2 separate regions of the Mus musculus genome follow, and region 2 is linked to region 1. Evidence: chromatin contacts called from public promoter capture Hi-C data. All regions are on one chromosome and are shown on one strand. The core of a region is the stretch at or near the end of the contact, and the rest is flanking DNA. Distances in the headings are between cores, read along the strand shown.

The links. Promoter capture Hi-C pulls out the DNA fragments that hold promoters and counts their contacts.
Region 2: a promoter capture Hi-C map of pre-B cells shows a contact between it and region 1. The contact joins the promoter of Gatm here to the promoter of Trim69 in region 1. A contact is called at or near these places in 12 of 39 promoter capture datasets (the 3T3-L1 cell line, cranial neural crest, embryonic stem cells and 8 more), 1 of 115 datasets of contacts at active chromatin or transcription factors (bone marrow-derived macrophages) and 2 of 9 other capture datasets (adipose tissue and liver).

The regions. Positions count from the first base shown.
Region 1 is chr2:122,157,523-122,163,167 of GRCm38.p6, reverse strand. Trim69 (tripartite motif-containing 69) reads right to left here and starts at 2,460. Exons shown (of 7, transcript NM_080510.3): 1 at 2,272-2,460. The coding sequence starts at 2,277. The region is part of intron 2 of Patl2 (protein associated with topoisomerase II homolog 2 (yeast)); the gene reads left to right.
Region 2 is chr2:122,608,362-122,614,006 of GRCm38.p6, reverse strand. It overlaps Gatm (glycine amidinotransferase (L-arginine:glycine amidinotransferase)), which reads left to right and starts at 2,730. Exons shown (of 9, transcript NM_025961.5): 1 at 2,730-2,859; 2 at 4,120-4,338. The coding sequence starts at 2,791.

The sequences.
Region 1 (5,645 bases), core at 1,211-3,710:
TGATGGTGGTGGAGGAGGGTATGATTTTCAGTGTGCTACACCATCTTGACAAGACAAGTAACGAAAGCAGGACATCGACATCCTTCTTCTAGCCTCTGTGTTAGCGCGCGCGCACACACACACACTGCCACCTGAGTACTCATATATGTGTGTATAATCACACTCTCTGTGGGTGCCACTTCTCAAAGAGTATAAATTGAGTTTCTTTGAGCCCATCAGAAGGGAGACTCGAGGTCAATATTTATATACAGAATAGTTATAAACAATTCTATATGTTATTCTTTGCATACTTGACTTTTTAAATTAAGATTTCTATTCAATGTCTACTGAATGTGTTAATTTAAAATAACTGCCTTCCCCACTGTCCACACTAAAGGATCAGGTCTGCATATGTCAGGTGACTTCCTTTTCCTTTCCCAGACCACAGACAGACTTCTGGACCATTTCATAGGCTGTCCAGCAACCCCAACTGTCGCCTAATGCAAAAGATGACTATGCAAACCAGACTCTCTCATGAATCTGAAAACAAAGAATAGAAACAACTGCTGAAAAACACCGTGAGATACATTGTAGAACACAAAAAACATGGCCCAGAAGTCATTAAAGAAACATGGTGAATTTGAGGCCAGTCTGAGTCTACATATCGAATTCCAAGACAACAAGAGCTGAGAGAGACCCTGTTGGAAGGAAGGAAGGAAGGAAGGAAGGAAGGAAGGAAGGAAGGAAGGAAGGAAGGAAGGAAGGAAGGAAGGAAAGGAAGAAAAGGAAGAAGGAAGGACAGACAAAGGCAGGATCTGGCATATACATTTTAAACAAAAAGCAAAAGAAATGGAGAGGTGGCAGGTAGAATCAGTTCATTAATAGAGATAAGAATTACAAAGGAAAGGGCTAGAAAGACTGCTCCATTGTTAAGAGCATTTAAGTCCTTAGAGGACTAGAATTCAGATCCCAGAACTCATAAATCTCTGTAATTCCAGCTCCAATGGATCAAAGTCTTCTGTCCTCCTTGGACACTCTCACACACACCCACACTCTAAAAAACATTTATAGCCTAGTGGTGGTGGCGCACACCTTTAATCCAAGCACTCAGGAGGCAGAGGCAGGCAGATCTCTGTGAGTTCAAGGCCAGCCTGGTCTACAGATGGAATTCCGGGACAGCCAGGGCTACACAGCAAAACCCTGACTTAAAACAAAACAAACAATTACAGAAAAAACCAACGAGGAAAGCTGTTGCATTACATTAACTATGCCACTGTCCTCTGTCTCTTCCTGAGCTCTTATGGCCAGCACATTACTTGGCTGTGGTAGGGGCTTAAGGAATGTGTTGGAAGTAGCTTGTCTGAATCTCTGCTCTTTAAGAATACTCTTGGTCTCCACCCTCTTGAAACCTGAAACCCTCTCCTTTGGCCCCGAGTGCACTACTACCCTGGTTCTTTCCCCATGAGTAATTTCCATCCCCCTTTCTATTCTTAGTATCTTCTCTGGCTTTCTTCTAGCTCTGCTCTCTTTTAACAAGTGAGTAATTTCCTGACTTCGTGTTCAGCCTCACAGAAGTAAATCCTAAATCTGTACCTCTGGGTTCTGACCCACTCGGCATCCGGATCCATGTACTGAGATTCCTTGATGGGTTTCCGTGGAAACCCGGCTTCCTTAAAGTAAATCGATGTTTTCTTTTGTCTGTCAACACTAAAGTTTAGAATACTAACTTCCTTTACTTTAGTTTTAAGGTGTTAATTTAAGACGTTTAACTGGGCTGGTGAGATGGCTCAGCAGGAAAAGATGCTTGCTCCCAAGCCCGACGACCCAAACTCAGTCCCTGAGATCCACATGGTGGAAAGAGTGAACCTAATCCTGCAGATTTTCCTCTGACTTCCACACATGTGCTCTGGTATGCACGCCCACATATCTACACAAAATACACAAATGTGATTTCTAAAAATGTTTAACTGCACCTCTGTTGTAAATATAACATACCAAGACCTATAGTATGAAAAAATGTTATAACTAATAATTCTTCATCTAAAGATAGTAGTTATATTGATAAAGAGGTTAACTTTTGTATAATGTTTGTCTTAATTATCAAAAAGTTATGGTGGACCTCCTTACTTTCTTACCCACATCTCTAATTTCTGTTTATCCAAAGGCCTAGAGTTTAGAAGGTAAAGGCTACATGTTAAATATTTCTTTGATTTCCCTTCTTGATCCACAATCAATACCCTGTTTCCTACCCTGTGTGTAGAAAACCCGCTGAGTGGTTAGAGAATAACTTACCTCCATGAAACTTGGTCATTAGGCCACCAGGGGGCAGAGTCAGGCAACTTGGCTTTGCTCAGTGAGCCCAGGATGGCTGCAGACCAAGAGTTCTGGGCCTGTTAGTATGCTAGGAATGGACTCAGAGCCCATGAGAGGAGGAGGGAGAAGAGAGTTCAGGAGCTGAAGAAGACAGACAAGGCCAAAGCTAGAGATCCAGCAGGTTCCGTGACAGTTTGTCAGTTGCTTTGATGATATTCGCGTCTGAGATAGACAAACTCTGATTGGATTGGAATGACCTGCCAACCCCTTTTATTATTTTATTTGGGATGGGATTCTTTTAAACTTCAGGTGGTAATCTAATTTTTAAATGTTTAATCTTGAGTTATGTGTGAGTATGTTTGTGCTCGAGTGTGTGTCATGTATGGAGGTGCCCACAGAGGCCAGAGAGGTGGATCAAATTCCCTGGAGCTGGAGTTACAAGTAGTTGTGAACTACCTGATGTGAGTACTGGGAGCCAAACTCTGGTCCTCTGTAAGCACCATAAATACTCTTAATGGCTGAGCCATCTCTCCAGCCCTGGTAATGTAATTTTAAGGTTTTCAGATCTCACTTGGGAATGAGGCTGCTCGAGGGAAGAGAGAACAAACAGCAGCATCAGCTGTACCCCTGACTGGAGCGGCTTCTCTTTATCCTAGCTGGACCCGTCACCTCCAGACACAGAGCCTTTCAGGGGTAGCTGTTTGGCTCTCCCTGTCTTCTTGGCATCTCCTGAAGCAGACCTGATCAAGTAGCAGGGTCTGGAGCTGGACCCTAAGGCAGCAGGGAAAGATGCTGTTCACACAGCTTTCTCTAAAAGTCTAAGTAAGCACTTTTAGCTTAGACGCTCGTCCCTAGACCATGCTCAAGTCTGGGAGCCCGCGGGTTTGATGTTTTGCTTACAGTAATTCTAACTCAGTATATTGCCTTGAGTGGTTAGTGTCTGCCTGCTATCCAGCCTTAGCATGGACAACAGCATGCCAGAGTTAGAGACTGCCCACAAATGCCTTGCTTCTCTGGCTTTGCACAGGCTGCCCCTCCTGCCAAGAGAGTTGCTGAGAAGTCAGAGCAGGCTGTGTGCAGCAGCAGCACCTGGCAGATGTTTCTATCACTGCTCTGGGTATACTACATTCTTCCTTTCATTAAACCGATTTGTCTTCAGATCTCTTTCCCAAGAAACCGCAAGCTTCTTGTGAGAAAGAACTGTCTTCTTAGCCCCCAGGCCTTCCATGCTATCACTCTGTAGTAAACACTGGCTTAGTGAGAGAGTTCGAGGGGCCCTGTGAATGATCTGCACACCCTCCTTCTGTCTGCTTGTTTTCTTAGATTTCAGGGTTATTGTCGTTGTTTGTGTTTGTTGTTTGGTTGATTGGTTTGGGTGGGTTTTGTTGTTATTTTGTATTTGTTTTGGATTTTGGTTTTCAAGACAGAGTTTCTCTACATAGCCTACATTCTGGCTGTCCTAGAACTCACTATGTAGACTAAGCTGGCTTCAAACTCACAGAGATTTCACCTACCTCTGCCTCCCAAGTGCTGGGAATAAATGCCCTGCATGCATGTTTTGTTTCTGTGTTTGGTGCTAAGGTTGAGCGGAGTGCCTTGTAGACAAGCTCCCTAATCACCGGCCTGCCCCAGCTTCTCTCCAGTGGACCACTGAACAACAGCTGCTATTCTGGCTTGTTAGGGAAAAGAGAGAGAGAGAGAAGAGAGTGGTTCATTCACAAAAAGCAGTCTCCTGGCAGGATAGGCAGGAGCATGGTAACACCGCACTGCCAGCCTCAGCCTCTCTGTCTTCCCTGGGCAGGGTCGTTGAGACAGGTGGAGCCAGATCTGGGGATCATGGCTTTTACATGCCGCAAAAGAAAGGGATGTAAGCCACAAGAACTGTTCATCTACTGAAAACTAGGAGGGGAGGAAGGCTGTCGCTCTCCAGTGCATTCCCGAGGAATGTCTTCTGTAGTTTGAGGGTTATCATCCATGTGACTCTCAAGTGCCTTCCCATGCAAACTGGACCCTCAGGATAACCAGGTAATGTGTGACTTACTGGACTCTTGTGAGTTAAGTCAACTTCTCCAAGCTGAAGATGCTCACAGATAAAGCCAGACACGTGACTCTCCCAGAGCTCTCTGTTACACATCCCAGGCCGTGCCAAGAGTTAGCATTTTTCTTTAGACGCAGGAACTCTCAGGCTTGTCTGGAATTCATCCCTGGGACTGCCAGAATATAAATGCGTTCTTGTATTTACTATGGTTTTGGCTTCAGTAAGAGATTTGCACCAAAGTTTAAAGCCAGTGTAAAGCCCCCTGCATCTCACAGCTGTTGGTCAGTCCCCAGCTGATTTACATAAGAATTTAGAGCTCAGGCTTTATGCAATATTTGAACTCTGATTCTGGTTTCAGTTTGCTCTCCACCTCCACACTCACTGCACTCCAGCAAGGCCAGCACTACTCAGTGAGATTCCTTGGCTTTGTTTTCGGAGATAGTCTCATTTATGTAATCCAGTTGGGCTCGGCTCACCTTCTTTCCTCTCTCTGTCTCCCAAGTGTTGGAACATCAAGATAAGGCGAGTTTGATTCCCAGGACCCACCCACATGGTGGAAGGAGAGAATTGACTCTCTCAAGCTGTCCTCTGTCCTACATATACATGCTGTGGCATGTGCATCCACGAAAAAAAATAAATAAATAAATAAATAATGTGAAAATAATAGCAAAAATGGTGAGGAATGGTGAGGAACAATATCCTACATCATCCTCTGGCCTCCAAGTGCGTGTTCACGTTCACACAGACACTAGAAAAATAAATGTAATGTGAAGCTAAAGATTTAAGATTGATAATAGTATTAGGTGTATTTGGGGGGTTTGGAAAACACATATTCAAAAATTTTAGTTACGGATTTTAAACTGTGCCTCTCCTCTATTTCATGTCCTGGTGGCAGTGGGAAGACTGTGAACCCAAAAACACTTACAAGAAGAGGACTACAGCTTGTTTAAACCCTAGCAAAACAGTCTAGATAGCCTTTTGTTTATTTGTATTACCAACATAAAACAGGCAGGATGGCTTAGTGGGTAAAGCATTGCTATTAAGCCTCATGACCTGGGTTGGATCCCTGAGTCCCACACAGTGGAAGGAGAAGGGACTGACATGCATACCTGTAGCCCTACAACTCAGGAGGCAGAGGTGGAAGAAGGAGTGCAAAGCCAGTCTGGGCTACACAAAACCCTGTCTTTAAAAACAATCTTTAGGGCCTGGAAAGATAGTTTGGCAGCTAAGGGGATTTACTGGTTGCTCTTTCTGAGAACCTGGGTTCTCACATGGCAGCTCACAACCTGCTCTAACTCTAGGTCCAGGGGATCCT
Region 2 (5,645 bases), core at 1,481-3,980, 450 kb before region 1:
AGGCATCATAAATAATACTTTTTAAAATTTGAAAACAGATTTCTTTCTGATTATGGTTTTGCTTACACCAGCGCCTCCCAGACCCACCCCAACTTCCCATCTACCCAAATCCACACCCTTTCTTTCTCTCTCTCATCAGAACACAAACATGCATCTAAAAAGTAATGCTGAAATAAGATAAAATAAAAACAAACTGGAATACGATGAAACAAACTACCAGGAGAAGAAAGTCACAATAAACACATGTGGATACTGAGATACACATGTTCCTACACACAGAAATCCTATAAAAATGCAACAGTGGGAACTGTAGTATGTATACATGCAAAAGAACTGTAAGAGATCAAAACAAAAATAATGGCCAGACAAAGCATTATGAGACAAGGAGCCTCCAACCTTAAATTTGTTTTGTGTTAGCCATCTGCTGATGGGACAAGGTCTGTCATTAAGGGGGCTTTGTATACCAAGTGCAACTTCACTGGAGGAAACTAATTTTGCAAGTGGTTATCAATTAGAGATCGCTTCTAGGTTAGTGATGGGTGCATGTATACACTTCCCCTCTCAGTGCTAGGACTCCATCTAGCTTAGACCTGTGTAGGCCCTGTGCATGCTGCCACAGCTTCTGTGAGTTCCGGTGTGTGTCAGTCCTGCTGTGTTCGAAAGGCATTGTTTTTGTGGTGTCCTCCAGTCCCTCTGGCTCTTATACTCTTTCCCCCTTGTCTTCTGCAGAGTTCCCCGAGCCCTGAAGACAGGGATTTGATGGATTTCTTATCCCATCTAGGGTCTCAGTTGTCCCTCCCCCATCCCCACAGTCCATCCCATCTAGGATGGAGTGTTCTGAGGTTTCTCATTTTCTGCTAAGCGGCTGGCTCTAGGTTTCTGTATTTGTTCCCGTCTACAACAGAAGAAGCTTCTCTGATGATGGTTGAGCAAATCACTCATCTGAGTCTAGCAGAATGCTACTAGGAGTCAAATACTAGTGTAGCTTTTCTCACTACATTCTAGCTGTGAAAATATACTTGAGTTACCTTATTTGAACTTGAGTGTTAAATTTTTCCCTGATTTTATTCTTTTCAATCCTCTAAATAGAAAAAAACAAAGTCTAGGGGGGGTGGTTTAATTTGCTTCGATAACAGTAGGGCTGGTGTGTGGGGCTTGCTCTCTCCTCTGCTCCTCTCCTGGATTACAAGAGATGAGGGTGTCAGTCTGGCTGTAAGCATTTCCCATTGTCTAAAGCTAAATTGCCCCCTAATTTTTGTCAGATACTTTTAGATCTTGCACTTTCAAAATAAAAATAATGTCTTCAATGAGGGTCATGAGGTGTTTATAGATCTCTGACAAAACTGGAAACCAAGCAAAGTGAAAGTCTTCTTATGTGTACTTACCAGCCATTGTTTGAAACAAAGTATCAGACAGACCAAGCCCTCCTGGAACTTACAAAGTTGACTGAACCACTATGCTGGCTCTTACAAGGTTTGTGGTGAGGTTTGTTTTGGCTGGTTTGGTTGGTTCGGTTGTTTGGCTGCTTTTAAATACAAGGTGAGTGAGAGCACTCTTCTACTAAGCTATATCCTGAACCTTAACCATCTTTTTAAATCCCTTCACTGAGAAGGGTACATCTCTGGTCACCCTAAGTACACCCAAAGACATAGTCCCCAGAGTTGATTGAGTTCATCTATTGGGTAAAAGTTTTAAGTTTTGAGAAATTCTTCAGATTCCCCGAAGCCCTCACTAGCAGAAGGAGCGAGCCTTTGATAGAAAGGTCCAGGGTTGTGCTTCCAAGCCACACAGCATTTTAAGAACAGAGCTAAGATAGGAACCTAGACTCACTGGCTCCCTTCACCATATCAGGACCTTGAGACCTCTTTGTTGAGTATTACCTCGTAATCATACGACTCTTAAGAGTTGCCTAGACTTTACCGGCACCGTTTATTTTGGTCTCTGGTTAGCTCGTGGACCAGGGACTATCAATGTCACCGTTCTCAGTTTCTAGAAAACACAACACAGAGAAGCCGGCAGGGGGGTGGGGGGTGCTCATCATACAAGCCTATAATCGCGGGATCCAGGAGAATGGAGGGCCGGAAGCCAGACTGGACGACACAGCCAGGCAAGAAGTACTCAAATCTGCCCCTTCTGCTAGGAAGTGATGTGTCTATTTGAGTTCTCTAGTTTTAGTTCTACAAATCCAGTTAAGGGAACTACTTTGTAATCAAGCACCCAAGTCATATTGAAAGAAACCTTTTAAGATGTGCCTCAGAAGCAGAAGCTAACTGTAGCTCCCCCACTCCTTATTACTTTTGACTTATTATTATCTGCCTGTTTTCATAACTGAGTTTCTCAAAGCAGGAGCACCTAGCCAAAGACCACCAGTGTTCTAAAGACCACCACCACATAGGCTCAGGTCGACAAACTTGGAAGCTAACTCGGGGCCGTTCCACTCAGTGGCCCATGGACTAAGACTGGCCTTGGGGTTTACACATTCAGGTTGAAAAATGGACTTCCAACAAGAGAGACTAAGGAACCATCATCCCTGCTAGGCATTGGGTAGCCTCTTCATGGGTCTTCGCCGCCGCTGACCTGAGCCAGTACGGGAGGCACGAGCTAAAAAAAAAAAAAAAAAAGGGCCAGCCCCGGGACGTGACCCACGGACGCCGAGGCCACCTGTTCCTGGCAGCCAATGGGCCAGGCCCTGGGCGCGGCTACAAAAGCAGCGCGCGCGGCCGCAGGCTGGGAGCTGGCGCGAGCTTGGCGACTAGGACCTTGTGCACGCGGAGCAGCAGAGACGGGGCGATGCTACGGGTGCGGTGTCTGCGCGGAGGCAGCCGAGGTGCCGAGGCGGTGCACTACATCGGCTCTCGGGTGAGTCCCTACGCTGCCTCGGGACCTCTGCGGGATGCAGGATGGGGACCCAGAGGGAGACTGGACACCCCGGTAACAGGGTGGCGTGGTCTGTGTTCCGTAGCCCGTGAGGGCGTTTTCTGGGAAGATGCATGTGAGGGCATGGACGGAGCCTACAGGCCGGCTCCAGCTGAAACTCTGGGATCCCTGGGCTTTACCGGGGAAGTTGGAATGAGTCCATCCTGTCCCCCACCTGCTGCTCTGCCAGGCCCTCTGCTTCCTTGGGATATCCGAGCCCATGCCTGCAGACCCTCCCTTGCTCCTTGACAGGAATAGCTCTGGCAGATGAGTTCTGCCAGCAGCTGGTTCTTGAACAGCTGTCATTTGCTCTCTTGCTTTGGGTCTCCACCCAAGAGTCCCTCTAGCTCCCTTCTTAGAGGACTTTTAACAGCCTGATAGAGTTTGGGGGCGGGATGAGGTTTGCCAGGGGGAGTGGGTAAGGGAATCTTCCTGCGCTAGGTTATACAGGCCTGTCTTAAAAAGAAGAAAGAAAGAAAGAGAGAAAGAAAGAAAGAAAGAAAGAAAGAAAGAAAGAAAGAAAGAAAGAAAGAAAGAAAGAAAGAAAGAAAGGAAGGAAGGAAGGAAGGAAGGAAGGAAGGAAGGAAGGAAGGAAGGAAGGAAGGAAGGAAGAAAGAAAGAAGGTTTTTAATATGCTTAGATCTCTTTTTAAGTTTACATTCTGTGCCTGCCTGGGTTAATCCTTATGGTACACATGACAGTCATCTCTGACTTGAAATGAAAAAAAAAAGTGATTAAAAAAAAGGTTGGGGTTGCTTATTCTGAAAGATAAGGTCTTTTCAGATCCCATGTTATTTACAGTAAAAAGAACTCCGTTTTGGTAACCTTCCAAACTGAAAAAGCAAGACTTCCTCCTTCAGTTGGACATTGCCGGTACTTACTGGGCACTTCCTTGAGGAAGAGGATGGCCTATCTTCTAAGAAAGTTTCTGAAAATTAGTTTGCAAAAACTTTGAGATAGATATGGGAAACATGTTGCTGGGAACCAGATCTTTCTGGGAGTTCTAAAAGATTACAGCATATGACAAAAACAAAATCAGTCTATCATCAACAAAAAGTTATGTGGGTTTTTTTTTTAATCACCCAAAACCCCTCTACTAGTCAACATCTTAGGGTCTCCTCAAGTACATATCTGTGTTATCCTGAGTCTCACACTTTAACCATACCTTGTTTGTGTGTGTGTGTGTGTTTGTTTGCTTTTAAGCTTGGAGGATCCTTAACAGGATGGGTGCAGCGAACTTTCCAGAGCACCCAGGCAGCTACAGCTTCCTCCCGAAATTCCTGTGCAGCTGAAGACAAGGCCACCCATCCTCTGCCCAAGGACTGCCCTGTCTCCTCTTACAACGAATGGGACCCTTTAGAGGAAGTGATAGTGGGCAGAGCTGAAAATGCCTGTGTGCCACCATTCACAGTGGAGGTGAAGGTAAGCCAGGGCTACCATGGGTCTGGGAGCCAGTCCTCAGCAGGTCCTCAGCGTCTGCAGCCTGCGTTCCACTGTACCTCTCCTCTGCAACTGCCTTCACTCCTCTGGGGCAGGGGAGTGATTTTTAAGGTATTTTGCTTGATAGCTCCAGTATTTGGTATTTACCTTTTTCTTCCCTCTGGAAACCTCCCTGGGAGTTTAGGAGAACTTTGGATAATCCTCCATATTGTCACTTTTTGCCCAGTATCCATAGCCATCTTCACAGCTTCTGGTCCCTCCTTCACTCAAGTCCAGACCACTTCCCTTCTTGCCATCCAATCTAGATCTACACTAGGAACTCCACAAGATATTGCCACAGGACCTCTCACTTGGCACAGCTAGAATTTCAGTTGCCAGACACCTCTAAGCCAAAGCCTTCTTTTCTTCCTTTTAATGTCTGTCATTCTTGTTTAATCAAACCAAAACACCGGAGATCTTTGATTTCTCCTCTGTCACATCCACATCCTCCACATCAAGCATCCAATCCCTCTTATTGAAAGGAAGCTTGCCCCATGCCTCAGCCTCTGCCCCAGGTCCGCCGGGCCGGAGCTCATCTCTTCCTGGACTATTGCGGTTTGCTCCCAACGGCCCCTCCCCATTCACTCCCCTCTCCAGACTGTATCCCAGGCGCCATTGGAGTGACTTGTTTCAAACTCAGATTCCATCCCGTGACTCATTGTGCTCTCACGGTTCCTCTGCTTTCCCAGCTTCCATTGCTGAAGATAAAGCCCTCAGGTTTCTTCACAAGCTGGCTCTTTGCACCTCCAAGACTCTCTTACTTATTGCCTCATCTTAGAGGTCTGTACTATAGCAGATATTCATTTCTATTTACGTTTCTTTTTTGTTTGTTTTTTTTGTTTGTTTTTGTTTTGTTTTGTTTTTTGTTTTTTTGTTTTCGTTTGGTTTGGTTTTGGTTTTTCGAGACAGGGTTTCTCTGTATAGCCCTGCTGGCTGTCCTGGAACTCACTTTGTAGACCAGGCTGGCCTCGAACTCAGAAATCCACCTGCCTCTGCCTCCCAAGTGCTGGGATTAAAGGCGTGTGCCACCACCGCCCGGCTCTATTTACGTTTCTTTCTCTTCCAGTATTCTAACTGAATTTTTAGCAAAGAAAGACCCATGCCTTTGCCATTTTCCTGCACTCCCTTCTGCAACTGCCTAGCTACAAAATGCCTTTCTCAATTCCTTCCAGAATTTCCTAGCTACAAGTAATATATTTCTCTTTAAAAATAAATTCCTAGTATTTATTTGCAGTATTCTTATGGCCAGG